Linked DNA regions of Mus musculus: regions 1, 2 and 4 are each linked to region 3. A link is a contact called in public HiChIP or PLAC-seq data. All regions are on one chromosome and are shown on one strand. The core of a region is the stretch at or near the end of the contact, and the rest is flanking DNA. Distances in the headings are between cores, read along the strand shown. Region 1 has its middle 15 kb from the start of Gm34724. Region 2 has its middle 8.6 kb from the start of Gm34529. Region 3 overlaps Grhl2 (grainyhead like transcription factor 2). Region 4 overlaps Gm34472 (a long non-coding RNA gene).

The links. HiChIP or PLAC-seq counts read pairs in DNA pulled down with a chosen protein or histone mark.
Region 1: a FOXA1 HiChIP or PLAC-seq map of pancreatic cancer cells shows a contact between it and region 3. The contact joins two enhancer-like sites. A contact is called at or near these places in 1 of 484 Hi-C or Micro-C datasets (myocytes) and 1 of 115 datasets of contacts at active chromatin or transcription factors (pancreatic cancer cells).
Region 2: a contact with region 3 is called in a FOXA1 HiChIP or PLAC-seq map of pancreatic cancer cells. The contact joins two enhancer-like sites. A contact is called at or near these places in 1 of 115 datasets of contacts at active chromatin or transcription factors (pancreatic cancer cells) and 1 of 9 other capture datasets (pancreatic islet).
Region 4: a contact with region 3 is called in a FOXA1 HiChIP or PLAC-seq map of pancreatic cancer cells. The contact joins two enhancer-like sites. A contact is called at or near these places in 2 of 484 Hi-C or Micro-C datasets (cortical neurons and myocytes) and 1 of 115 datasets of contacts at active chromatin or transcription factors (pancreatic cancer cells).

What each region holds. Positions count from the first base shown.
Region 1 is chr15:37,029,939-37,033,234 of GRCm38.p6, reverse strand. No RefSeq gene overlaps it. Among named protein-coding and RNA genes, the nearest start is that of Gm34724, 15 kb to the left of the region's middle. Within about 2 kb of position 1,449, at least 99 of the 459 cell types and tissues checked have an H3K27ac peak or open chromatin away from gene starts, as enhancers often do. A contact at or near this core is called in pancreatic cancer cells, where this site is marked.
Region 2 is chr15:36,900,337-36,903,709 of GRCm38.p6, reverse strand. No RefSeq gene overlaps it. Among named protein-coding and RNA genes, the nearest start is that of Gm34529, 8.6 kb to the left of the region's middle. Within about 2 kb of position 1,764, at least 145 of the 459 cell types and tissues checked have an H3K27ac peak or open chromatin away from gene starts, as enhancers often do. A contact at or near this core is called in pancreatic cancer cells, where this site is marked.
Region 3 is chr15:37,316,570-37,319,893 of GRCm38.p6, reverse strand. All of the region lies in intron 8 of Grhl2 (grainyhead like transcription factor 2), which reads right to left. Among named protein-coding and RNA genes, the nearest start is that of Gm16136, 85 kb to the right of the region's middle. Within about 2 kb of position 1,918, at least 45 of the 459 cell types and tissues checked have an H3K27ac peak or open chromatin away from gene starts, as enhancers often do. A contact at or near this core is called in pancreatic cancer cells, where this site is marked.
Region 4 is chr15:36,819,022-36,822,313 of GRCm38.p6, reverse strand. The region is part of intron 1 of Gm34472 (a long non-coding RNA gene); the gene reads left to right. Among named protein-coding and RNA genes, the nearest start is that of Gm34472, 22 kb to the left of the region's middle. Within about 2 kb of position 2,018, at least 41 of the 459 cell types and tissues checked have an H3K27ac peak or open chromatin away from gene starts, as enhancers often do. A contact at or near this core is called in pancreatic cancer cells, where this site is marked.

The DNA.
Region 1 (3,296 bases), core at 200-2,699, 290 kb after region 3:
GGATGGAGAGATGAGGAGTCAGAGCTCCTCAGTGCTACCAAAGCCCTCTGACCACTCCCATCTGTCTCAACCAGAGCTGTGTGTAGCAAATGGTGATTCTACTAATATTCCATAGACTCTAGGAGAGACCACGTGTGCTATTCCCATGGAGCTGATGGGAAGGGAGGCAGGTGTGTAAGGACTGGAACAACTGGAGTTTCACACACTGTTGGTGAAACTGACTATGAGAAAAGAGACTGCCCTGTGTGACAGTGTCTTATGGAGTTAAGCAGTTTCCTGCCATATGAGTTAGCAAGGCTAGGGAAAATACACCTTCATAAATTCTTACATAAATCCCCATAGCAACCCTACTCATGATAGACCAAAAAATAAAATAAAGAAAAAAGAAGCCAAATGTCCTATTCAACTACAGAAATAACCTAATGTACTTTGTGCAATGGGAAATTACTCCCCAATAAAAAAATTTTTAAATGTACCATGGATCCAAGCAATAACAAGAGCAAAAAAAAACTCAGATCCAGGGCCTGGAGAGATGGCTCAACTGTCAAGCATGTTGCTCCTTTATGAGGGCCTAAGCTAGCTCCCAGCACATCCATGGAACATCTCACAAACCTATAACTCTAGCTCCAAGGGATCCAAAGACTCCCTTCTGACAGCCATAGACACTGGTGTACACACACTCACATACACACTCACATACACACTCACACATACTCACAGGCAGCACTCATACACTTGCAGCACTCATACACTTGCGCACATACAACATACTGATACATGGAGAAATCTTTTTTTAAAAAGCATCCAGAAAAAGAATACATGGTGTACAGTGTCATCTATATGAAACTTTCAAGAAGGCTAAATTCACCTATTATGATGGGAGTCAGGCCTATTGCTGTCTATAAGATGGAGCAGGATTGAAAAGAAAGAGACAAAGGATAACTTTGTGGGGTGACAGAAATGTTCAACGTCCTGATTAGGAGTCACACTTAACACCTAGGAGCAGATGTAAATTTTATATTAAAGAAAATCAAGTTTTAATTAGTAGCAACAAAATCCTTCTGGTCTTTGTCACATGCCTCTGTCTACAGGTAGCCCCACCCCAGATGCCTCTGTCTACAGATAGCCCCGCCCCAGATGCCTCTGTCTACAGGTAGCCCCGCCCCAGATGCCTCTGTCTACAGGTAGCCCCGCCCCAGATGCCTCTGTCTACAGGTAGCCCTGCCCCAGATATCTCTGCCTACATGTAGCCCCACCCCAGAAAATCCTGTGAGAACTACTCAGCAAACCTCGTCTGAAAAGAATGTGGCAGAGGGATGGGCAGTTTGCAGAACTCAGGGCATCTGGGTTGAGCAAAGGCTTTTGTGCAAGCTTAGAACAATGCCTGTAATGTTGTAGCCATGAAGTTATAACACCCCCACAGGAGCCTTGTGTCGCTGAAAGGCTCATTCAGAGTGGGCTCACATCTCCAGCCAAGCTGCAGTGCCTGATGGATTGCTCAGCTGCTCTTGCAGGCAGTTCTGGTCTCAATAGCAACTGGGGGAGGGAAGGAACATTCCAGACTTCTGGGTAGAAAAAATTCAGTCCAGTATAAAGAGCTCCAAATGAACAACCAGAGAACAAGACCATAACATACTGAGGGGACTTGCTTCTCCTCCTGTCATATGCTCTGTCCTAGCTGAGCTTAGAGTGGATTACCTCGACCACTGACTCCATTCATTGTGGACCCTGGGCTGTGCCTGCATTTGGAATGCTGAGGAATGTAGATGCAAGCAGACCTGTATCCTGAGTGACTCAGATGGGAGCTGCTGAGCTCCTATCAGGCTTCAGTCAGTTTGAGCTCTCTGAAAGGAAAATGATCAGGAATAATGACAATTCTCATTCTGCAAACAAGGAAATCAGACTCAGAAGACAATGGAAGAGATAGTCCAGGCCACACGGGAAGCTGCAGATCTGAGTTCTGAGTTCAGGCACTCTGTTTCTGAGTTCTGTGTTCTTTTTGACAAACAATATGACTAAGATAGATATGAGCCTTCCCCCCACTGTAAATGTTTGCCTTCTGTCTGAAAGATGCCGGGAAATCATAAGCACAGGCCTGGGAGGGAAGGATGACGATGAGCACCAGGCTGTGCCAGGCCTGAGGACTGCTCTCAGGCTAGTACTGGCAGCCTCTGAGTGGGCATGGAAGTAGAGGCATGGCTCAGACTGGGATTCCACATCCACAGTGTTGTCATAGGTGAGTAGCTGGGGGCAGGGATGTCTAGCCAAGCAGCTACTGTGTGTGTGTGGGGGGGTGTAATTTAGGGACATTTAGGGACTGCAGGTGTAATTGGTTTGTAGAATGTTTGTCTTGGGCTCAGTCCCCAGGACCACAAAAGCTGGGAACACCTGGAATTCCAATACTTGTGAGGTAGAGAGGAGAAGATCCAGAATCCAAAGTCGGCTTCAACTACACGGTGAATTTTAGGCTAGCCTGGGCTATTTAAGACCCCCATCTCAACAAAACAACAGCAAACAAACAAACAGAACAATGAAAAACGAGAAATTAATTTCTTGACATTCTGGAGGCTATAAGCTGAAGCCCAAGGTGCCGGCATACAGGAAGCTTCACCGTACAGTGTTCTTGCATGGTGGAAGACAGAAGGGAAATTGAAAAACAGGTAGACACCATGCCCTCTCTCATAAGGGACAAAGCAGAAGAAAGCACATCCAGCCTTACAGACTCTTTATGTCTGTTTACTTGTTTTAATTTCAGAAGGAAAGCAGAACCTCCTAAGGCCTATCTATGAGCACCAGCCTACTCACGAACCACTTTCTGCCACTTGATATTCATGGCCATGGCCATCCAAGAGGCATCCTTCAGGGTAGCTGAAATCTAAACGTTTGTTAAGTCAAGGAGGCTGTTTCCCTGAAGGCTGCCTCAGCTCTTGGATAGTTTTAGGACAACAAGCCTGCTACCTGTGTTTAGAGCTCTCTTGAGCTCTGATTCTTCACGTATCTACCCAAGTTAGCGAGTCAGAATTCTAGGAACTTCCTTTCTACCTTGTCCCTTGGTTCTAGAAACCAGACCTCAGTCAATCTGTCAGTCATCTCGTAACAATAAATAAGCAGCAAATGTGGACTCCCTCAGTTCTCCTTGGGGCTTCCCGACCTTTGACCCAGATCATTTATGCTCCTTCTGGTATCCCTCAGGTTCTCTGTGGCTGAGTCAAACATTGACTTCATCAAATGACCAGAAATATACATACTGGTGATTCTAAACACTGAGATAGAAATAAATTGGAGTGCAGTACTAA
Region 2 (3,373 bases), core at 515-3,014, 420 kb after region 3:
TGTCTCAGGAAGGAGAGGAGAAGGGGAGGAAGAGGAGAATGAAAACAATAAAAACTCCGAAGAGTCCATAGGAAGTTCTGGAGTGCTGTGCAGGGGCGGGGGGTCCTTTTAGGGTCACCAGGCACCTCCCAAGTCAACACACATGTACTTAGACTCATTGTTTCCGGAGTGGGTTGGTTTCTGCAGCAAGAAATTCTCAGTCTCCTGCCAGCCAAGGTCAGGGGCAAGGGAGGAAGTTCATTTCTAATACAAATTCTGACCTCACTCCAGCTTCTCTCTGCATCTGACATCCCTAGCACAAAGTCTCTCTGGTCCAGTTTCTCTAATGAATAACTCCCTCTCCTGCTGGGTGGGGTGGGGGGCGGGGGAGAAGAGCTTGGCCCTTGCAAGTCTACTTCAAAATAACCTCTCTGTTTCAGGCTCCATCTGCTCCCTTCCTCAGCATCTCGTGTCTCAGTTCCTGAGACTTTCCAAGATTCTCTGGGTCTGGGCAGCTCACTTCTCTCTCCAGACCCTCAGCTTAGAGCTCACCTCTGGTAACTCTACCTCAGCTGTCTTCCCACACCAGGGCTCAAGGCTACATCTCCTTGTAGGTGAGGCTGGGAATCTGCCTATCCATCTTAAAACCCAGTCCCAGTAGCCTTCAAGTCAGGGAAAGCAGTCTTTCATGCTATGATGCCTTTTAAAGGGCCCAGACCTCTATAATAATAAAGGACATGAGGCATTTCTTAGCACCTACTGTGTGCCAGCCATTTTGCATAAATTATCTTTAATTTGAAAACTAGGTGTTCTTGTCCTCATTTTACAAACAAGAAAACTGAAACTCAGCAGAGTTCTATACTTAATTTGTGTTAGTTCATGCCCTTGACAATGGGAAGGCACTGATTAGAATCTGTTCCTATTCAGCTGCAACTTGACGGTGACAGTCGTAACTTCATTAAGCCTACCGTGATCACTCAGTGAGTGACCTTTGACATCAGTCACACCCACACACTACCATGCATCGATATTCTACAACGGAGAGGTCTCAGTTGGTAAAGTGATTATCTTGCAAGCCTGAGGACCTGAACTCACATTTAACCACATGCAAAAAATAAAAATTAAAATTAAAAAAAGCTGAGCATTGTGACACCAACTTGTAATCTCTGTGCTGGGAAGGCAGAGACAGACAGATCTCTGGGACTTGGTGACTAGCCAGTCTAGATCACTTGGTGAGTTCCAGGCCAGGGGATACCCTGTCTCAAAACAACAACAACAACAACAACAACAACAACAACAACAACAACAACAACAGGTAGAGAGCATGTGAGAAATGGCATTCAAGGTTCTCCTCTTCCTTCCACTCATGAAGCTACACATGTGTATGTGCACTTATACACACATGTGTACCTGCGCGCGCGCGCACACACACACACACACACAGAGAGAGAGAGAGAGAGAGAGAGAGAGAGAGAGACAGACAGACAGACAGACAGACACACAGAGAGAGAGACAGAGAGCTAGTGGCATCCTCCCAGGCTATGACTAAGCCTCCCTGGGCTAGGATATCCTGTTTAGTTAAGCCCATCTTTTCTATGGAAGGTGAGCCCTCAAAGAACCGGCTGGGCCCAGAACATACAGGGTGCAGCCCCAAGCTGACTTTGAGAGATCCCAGCTTAACAGGAAGCCTAATGACCGGCCTCCCTCCCCCAGCTCTGACTCCTGTTGAGTGTGGAGCAGAAGCAGAAGCAAGCGTAGCCATGGTGATGGCGGCAGTCTGCTGAGAGCCAGGGAGATGCGGGGTGGGGGTGAGAGGAAAAGGAGAGAGCAAGCCAGAGCAGGCACCGTGCAGAGGCTGGGCAAGCGGGTCTCTGGGAAGTTAGACATGAGGAGGGGAGGCTGGTTGGAGGGCTGGCTCTCCATCCCGCAGTATGCTGGTGCCCTGCCATGCCACCTCACCTGGGGTGGCCAGGGCAGCCTCTTGCTGGAATCATCTGCCTTGTCAGGCTCCAGAAGGGACACAGACCATTTGGAAAGGCAGGCAGCAAGGACATCTTCCTGCTTTCTGTCACTGTTCCCGCCCAACCATTTCCTCAGGTTTGCACCCTTCCTTAAGGGCTGAGCACGAGGATCCCATCCTTAGCACTGTTGACAGAGAGTGGAGAAGCCCCTGCCATGACTGCCCACCATGCAAGATGCCCTAACATATATGCGATGTACCCCAAAAGTCCTTCCTGTGCAGCCCTGCTCACGGCACAGAAACAGGTGATCATGGCCCACGTGCTCTGTGCTGACCTCCCCTCTGATCCTGCCCTAGCCTTTGCCTGCAAATCTCACTCTGAGCATCCATGGTTGAATCTCTCAAGGATCAGGAAAGCCTGCCCCCTGCCCTTCAGGTCAGGCACATCACAACCCAGGACCCAGAAACCTCACTCACTATGGTAGCCTTCTTCAGAACTGCCCTAGGTAGGGTATCTCTCTCTACAGGACTCTAGAGCCAGAAGGGCAGTGGCCAGCATTGCCTCAGATCTCACATTCCCTGTTTCTTGCACGCTGTCTGGAAAGAAGTCCTTGGGAAAGGGGGTAGGGCACGAGAGGGGAACTATCCATTTGCTCTGCTTGGAAAAGTAGCTGGAGTGTCTCCATCTGACCTCAAGGCCAAGAAGATAGCAAAAATCCTGAGGATGCCCAGGGGCAGGAGGGAAGATACAGTCTAAAGAGAGATGTGTGTGCTGCTTGAGCTATCAGACTTCTAAAGAAAGGCTTCAGGGAAACTGGGACTTCCCAGAAATCCCACATCGGCGTGGGGGTGGGGTGGGGTGGGGAGCCTAAAACTTGCTTCCAGACAGAGGAGGAACATGTCTCCTCTGAAGAGATTTCACACCCTTCTAACAATTCGTCAGACCGTCTTGGAGGACAGACTGGAACCAGAGTCCAAGTCAGATCAATAACAGGCAGGACCACACCTTGGCCAGGACTGTATAATTATGTGTCACACTTACCCTCTATTTGAACAGAAACCTCCTGTTAGTTCCCTGAACATGGATTTGAGGAAAGAGGGGAGGGGCCTGGGGAGGGGAGCTTGAGCGAGTGGGGGTGGGAAATGCCATCCCCCTTATTTGTTTCTCTTCTCAGTGGGAACACACTGAATAAACTGTCTCTTAGCTCTGCTCCTCACTATTGCTTGTCTGTTTATTCAGGACAGGGGGTTGAGACTTGCTTGTTATGGCTGCCAGAGTGCACGCTCTAACCCTAATAACTCCAGACTCCATGGCCTCCTGAAAGCAAATGATGTCGTCTTACCTCAACACTACTTCTTGAAGGTGGGGGCAGTAACACTAGGATTGAAGGCAGTGTTCTCTCAGCCCCACCTCTGTGTGGGGGACAGTCGTCT
Region 3 (3,324 bases), core at 669-3,168:
CTGGAGTTACCACAGAGATAGGAGCTTCAGTTGGGGAAATGCCTCCATGAGATCCAGCTGTGGGGCATTTTCTCAATTAGTGATGGGGGTGGGGGGGACCTTCCTTGTGGGTGGGGCCATCCCTGGGCTGGTAGTCTTGGGTTTTATAAGAGCAGGCTGAGCAAGCCAGCGGAGGCAAGCCAGTAAGGAACATCCCTCCATGGCCTCTGCATCAGCTCCTGCTTCCTGACCTGCTTGAGTTCCAGTCCTGACTTCCTTTGGTGATGAACAGCAGTATGAAAGTGTAAGCTGAATAAACCCTTTCCTCCTCAACTTGCTTCTTGGTCATGATGTTTGTGCAGGAAAAGAAACCCTGACTAAGACAGGCATGAAAAGCGAAACTGAACCTTCTCACGCCTTGCTCCCCATTAAACATTTAAGTGCAGGGCAACCACATGCTCTGTCCTACTTGGGAAGCCACAGAAGAGAATGTACACAGCCCTGATTCTCATTCTTCTCACCTAATGCTGAAATGTGATATGATAGTTCTGTCTCTTTAAAACATGCTTACATATAAAATAATAATGCCCCTCCCCATTGGGGCTGTTTCCACCTTTTAATTATAAACAAATCCACCGTGAATGTCTTTCTGTGTAGGTTTTGTACAAGCGGTACACAGGAATGTAAGTTGGCTGCTGGTGTTGTTCTCTTCAGCTGTGCTTTCTCAGCAGCATCTTTGTTTTTGTTTTGTTTTTGAGACAGGGTTTCTCTGTGTAGCCCTGGCTGTCCTGGAACTCATTCTGTAGACCAGGCTGGCCTCAAACTCAGAAATCTGTCTGTCTCTCCCTTCCAAGTGCTGGGATTAAAGGGGTGCGCCAACACTGCCCAGATCAGCAGCATCTTTTTGTAGCCCAAGCTTTCAGATGCATGTTCCCTTCGATCTAGAGGAAGCCTTATGAAAACTCCTGCTTCCCAGCCCCATCCTGGGTGCTCATCTTTCCAACTCTAGAAATGCAGCAGCCCCCTCTCCCCTCCCTGCCCACCCTCTCTGACCCCACAGGGCTGGCTTCCTCTTCTGCGTGCCAAATGGCCAAGTGCAGGACAGGAGGCGAGGAGGGGAAGAGAGAAAAGCTGGACAAATATTAGTAATGAATTGACCTAAGTTTAGCCTGTGTGTCATTAATCACACTATTCTAATTTCTCATCTAAATATTTAAAATTTTTAAAAAAAATGCAGAAATGACAAGAGAAAAGAAAAGAGAGCGTGGTTCCTGCCTGTAATCCCAGACAGGGGTACTAGAAGTTCGTCTTAGCTCCAAGCCTGTCCCTAACTTTTCTGAGAATGGGATCTGTGCCTGGCCATGAATCTCCAGAAACTGGTACCTCGTGTGCTGCCTCAAATGCACCATTGTCTCACTGTCCGTGAGAGTGGAGATGACCCGCCGAACACGAAGCAGTTGGACTGGAGGTCATGCTCCATGCTCGGTCTCGGCTTGCTCGGCTCTGTTATGCATTTGCTGTGTTACTGAGTGAAACCAGCTAACTTTAAATCACTCCTTAGTTAGATGAAAACTGTCACCTGCTTAGAAACACGAATAATTGAGTAATATATATATAAAGGCCTGGCAGGGTGCCTGAGATATAGTAATTACTGAACAAATATTAGTCACTGTGCACACAAGCACACACCATTATGTCGTGAAATCCAAGTGTGTAATCCAATTCTCTGCACAACACAATGGTCCATAGCTGTTATGTACGGAGCCATAAGTAGAATGAGGGGCAGAAACCATGGCTACTCCACGCTAACAAAAAAGATCAACTGATATCTTCAGTGAGATGCCATCCAAAGATTAGTCCTTAGTCCTTGCTCACAGCATTAGCTCCAGCCTCATAGCTGTTCCTGTCAGCCCTGGCCTTATAAAAGGGGAACAAAGGCATGGCTTTGTTTAAGTTCAGTACCAAAGACTCCAGCAAATGTTTGCTTTTCCCTTTTAGAGCTCCCTCCACCCACACCACGCCCCAGAAAACACATAAAAACACCATTTGCCCTGCTTGGCTGTGTGTAACTCAATCTTTTCGAGACCTCTCCCAGGAGCCTCTCCCAGTGTTCTCTTTGCTTTTGAGACTACGGGATGCCCCATAATATTCTCTATCAGATAACCTGTTTAAAATTGGGCCTCAGTTAGGCAAAACACTAACTTAGTAAAAGTGGGAGAGTGATGTCCGTGCAAATGGCCGTTTCTCTCAATTCACTTAGAAGCAAAGGGATGTGGGGTGGGGGACCAGCAAAGTTATGAACCTCAGAAATATCATCTCCTTTAGACAGTCTTTGGCTCTCTCTGTGCATCCTGAAAACCAATATTTATACACCCCCCCCCCCCCGCTCTCGTGTCTAAGAGTTCAAGGCAGATAGAACACTAGCCATTTAGAAATATACCCGAGGAAGGTGCTTTGTGACTACCAAGTTTAACTTTCTGTAAATTGCTTTTTAGATTTATTTATTTTACTCCGTGTGCATGAGTGTTTTGCATATATGTGTGCATGCATATATATGTATATGTACCTCATGCATGTCCCATGCCCTGAGTTTAGGAGAAAACATCAGATCCCTCCAAATTGGAATCACAGATGGTTGTGAGTGACCATGTGGGTGCTGGAAATAGAACCTGGGTCCTCTACAAGAAAGAATCACTAGTGCTCTTATCCACTAAGCCATCTCCAGACCCCCAAGTGTGACTTTTTAGAGTTCTGTATTTGGCACACAGCATCAATAATGCAGGGTGTGATTGCACATGCCTGTAATTCCAGTACTGGGCAATGGAGGCAGGGCAATCAAGAAATCACAGCCAGCCTCTGCTACATGTCTCTATAGCAGCATCCATCAGACATTTCAGTTGAAAAAGAAATACTGGAAAAGACAGATAGAGACGTGGCTCAGCAGGCAAGTGCATTTGCTGCTCTTTCGGAGGACCCAGATTTAGTTCCCAGCACCCATGTCTGGTGGCTCACAATTACCTATAACTGCAGTTCAAGGGGAATCTGACATCCTCCACACACACACACACACACACACACACACACTCACACACTCACACTCACACACACACACACTCACACACACACACACACATTCACACACACACACACTCACACACACACACACACACGAAAATTAAATAAAAAAAAAGAGGAGGAAGAAAAGAAATCTGAGACGTGATAGATTCACCACAATTAGGTACTGAGTTTAAGCTAATCTTTTAATTAGCACAGTCTCACTTTACTAACTATAAAGTTGGGACTGCCCAAGGAGATTAAAATAACTCTGTTCCCCCTAATTCGCTG
Region 4 (3,292 bases), core at 769-3,268, 500 kb after region 3:
GCTCCTACTGGAATCTGTCACAGCTGACAGAGGTAGGTCTGGTCTCCGACGAGTCCGCAGGTCTGGTCTCGGACTCTGCAGCCCTGATTACCCGAGAACATACACGGCACTACCTTCACACGAGTTCAGGCCTTCATGAAAGAAGGAGAGCACACAAGGAGGAGGGGCACTTGGCACTCAGCGTGGATTGCTTAGAGGTCTTGTCTTTGCATGCTTAGAGTCAGCTTTCCTCAATCTGGCTGTCAATTGCCACCCAGTTCCATTAGAGTCATTTGCTCTCTCTGCCTCTTCTATGAGTCAAAGAGGAAGTGGGCTTGGTGCCACCATCCAGGGACAGACAAGGACCCTTAGCCCTTAAGGGAGACACTGAACAAATTCCAGTTTTCACATAGTGATCTTCAGAAGGAGTTCTCATTCTTGGCTTTTAACTCAGTGCTTCTGGGGGATATGTGTGAGTGAATACAGCTGGAAACTACTATAACTTTGCCTTGCTTCTGCCTGGCCTCTACTGCTAACTTCAATGCGAGGGGACCTGTTTGCAAAGCACTACCATGAGCCCAAGGGTCTTTCTGGACCTTTCTATGGCTTAGATTTTTAAAAACCTACTTTAATAAGTGTTCTCAAACACTTTGACGCCCTTTCTAGCCTACCATCCAAAGGTAGGAGAGAAAAGACAGTAAATAGGACAAGGGAATGTGGACCTGTTTAGAAGTAGCTCTTTGGGGCGATTCCAATCCTCATTGTCAATGGACCAACCACCCAGTTCAGTAGTGTCAGGATATCAAACATGAATCTGCAGTAGCAGGCATGATCCAGCAGAAACAGCCAGGCCTCTGATGAGTTGGCACAAGTCAGCAGGGCAGGATGTGTGTGAAGGGGTTTGGAGTGGCCAGAAACAGTTGGAATGCCACGAGAAGTTCTCTGCCATCTCTCTCTCTCTCTCAATGAAGTGAAGATCAGCAAAGATCAAGAAGTGTTGTAAGGCTGGCTATGCAGTCACCCTGTCACTGTCTGTTGGGTCCTACTTATACTCTCTCCAAATATCATGTGTCCTTTCATGGGTCTGCTTCAGCAAAAGATCACATGAATCTTCCTGACACAACCAGAAATTTCCACATCAGCCTTCTGTCACAGAAAAGGTTTCACTGAATAGCTGTGGTGATACATAGCTATAATCCCGGCATTCCTGAGGCTGGAGCAGGGGGACCCTGTCTCACAAAAACAAGAGCGGTGTGAGTGCTCAGAGGTAGAAGAATACGTGCCCGGCATTCAAGACGTCCTGTAGGTTCAAGCTCCAGAAGTAAAAAAAAAAAGAAAAAGAAAAAAACAGAGCCCAGTTTGGTGGCTCACACCATCTACTCAGGAGGACGAGGCAGGAGGATTGAAAAGCCAAGGCTGTCAGAGCTACACAGTGAGTCAGAAGCTGTATGGAACAATTTAGCTAGGCCCTGTTCTAGAAGAAAGAGTAGAGAAAGGAATGTGGGGGCTAGGATCGAGGCCAGTGGTAGAGCACTTGCCTTGCTTGTGTGAGACCCTAGGTTTGTCTCTCGTGTGCTCCTGCAGGCGAGAATCCTCTGAAGGGAAAGTCTGTGAAGAGGAATGAGGGCAGATAACCTCCCTGACTATTATTACCAACTAGGATTCTCCTACGTGGCTTCAGTTCTGTGTCCTCCCTGCTCTGGGACATCCCTATTCCCATAATCCCATTTCACAGTCCTCTCTGTCCAACGGTCCTCCAACTCCATGGCCCTCCCCCAGTCTTGAGGCCTTGCTCTCCTGTCCTGTCCAGTCTTTACACTGCAGGCCGTTCCCTTTCTGTCCTGTTCCTTCCTTGCTCCCTCCCATTGCTTCCTCCTGTCCCCTTTTCTGACATGGATATTATTTCTGACCTCCTAATTTCCCCCTCTCACCTCTTCCATAAAAGGGATAAGCCTCACCATTGCTGACCAACACGGTCTATTTTTTGCTCACACAGGCTCTCCACTCAACACTGCCAGTGTGCATCAGGTTCCGATAAGACCTTAGCGAGTAGAGAGCCCGCCCTGAAAATAAACACTCACTTCCTCCTGTGAAGGGCCATTTAGTAGTACAAAGAACTCTTCTTCTAAAAAGCAAACTATTTCTACACCAGTAAGCTCAAAGATAGTGGTCTGAGGTCAGCCAATAAATGCTCTGGGCTGTTCAGAGGCTGGTGGTGTAGAAGGCGCTGAGTTGAAGCAACTCTCACAGACTTGGTCCTAGAGAAGCCAGGGGAGTGAAGGCACAGCGTCAAGACACAAACAAACAAATCCTGGGTGGCTTGTGCTCCTCATCCTCTTATTTGCTATGTTTATCTTACATCACTTGTTACTCTCTGATATGCCCCATATTTTATCCTTTGGTTTATTACTAGTGTGTGTATTGCTAAACAAGAGAGATTTCATATTCTCCACCCCTAAAGATCTCAAAGTATGTGTAGTGTCTCCCCTCCAACCCCAGCGCTAGGAGGCTGATGCAAAGGAGCCGGAGGCCAGTCTGGGCTGCACAGAGAATCCCAAGCCAGTCAGAGCTCTATGTCAAGACCTTGCCTCAACAAAGCACAGAGCCATGAGGATGGCTCCATATGTAAAGCACTTGTGGCCATGTCTAATGACTTCAATTTGATACCTCAGACCTGCAAGGCAGGTGGAGAGAGCCGACTCCCAGAAGCTGCCCTCTGCCGTCCACACGTGCTGTCTGCCATCATGTGTACCCACACACGTACACACAATAAATAAAATACAGCACAAAGTTTTTAAAAAACTGGAACAAAATCTTACCACATTGCTTGTTGTCTTGGAGCTGATGTGGGGCCACTGGCTTTTCACCTGAGGGGGCATCCCCAGGGCCTCAGCAGAAAAGGAAGCCTCAGTCTAGACAGAGGTGGGCAGGAAGGTCTTAAGGGTTCAGTGTGGGTGTGGGAGCCGGGCCTCTTCTCTGGCTCTACTGGATGACCTTGAACATGTGACCTTCCTTTTCTGAGCCCTGCTTCTTCAAAATGACCTTTGGGGTTGTCCAAAAGTTGAAGTGAGAAAGCAAGGCACAGATCTACACAGTTCTTTTCCTCAGCCTAGGAGAGCAAAACATTGTGTAGACAGGGTACAAGGACAAACATCAGAACTTATACTTCTGTCCTTCCCAAGTGCTAAGGACAGGGGCTTCCTATAGCGCCACAGCTAAGTGTGTGTGTGCACTTAATTACCAGGTCAGTTTCCCCCCAAGCCGTTTAATTCCTACACAAAGCAATTCTGAATTTAACACAAATTAGATGCCC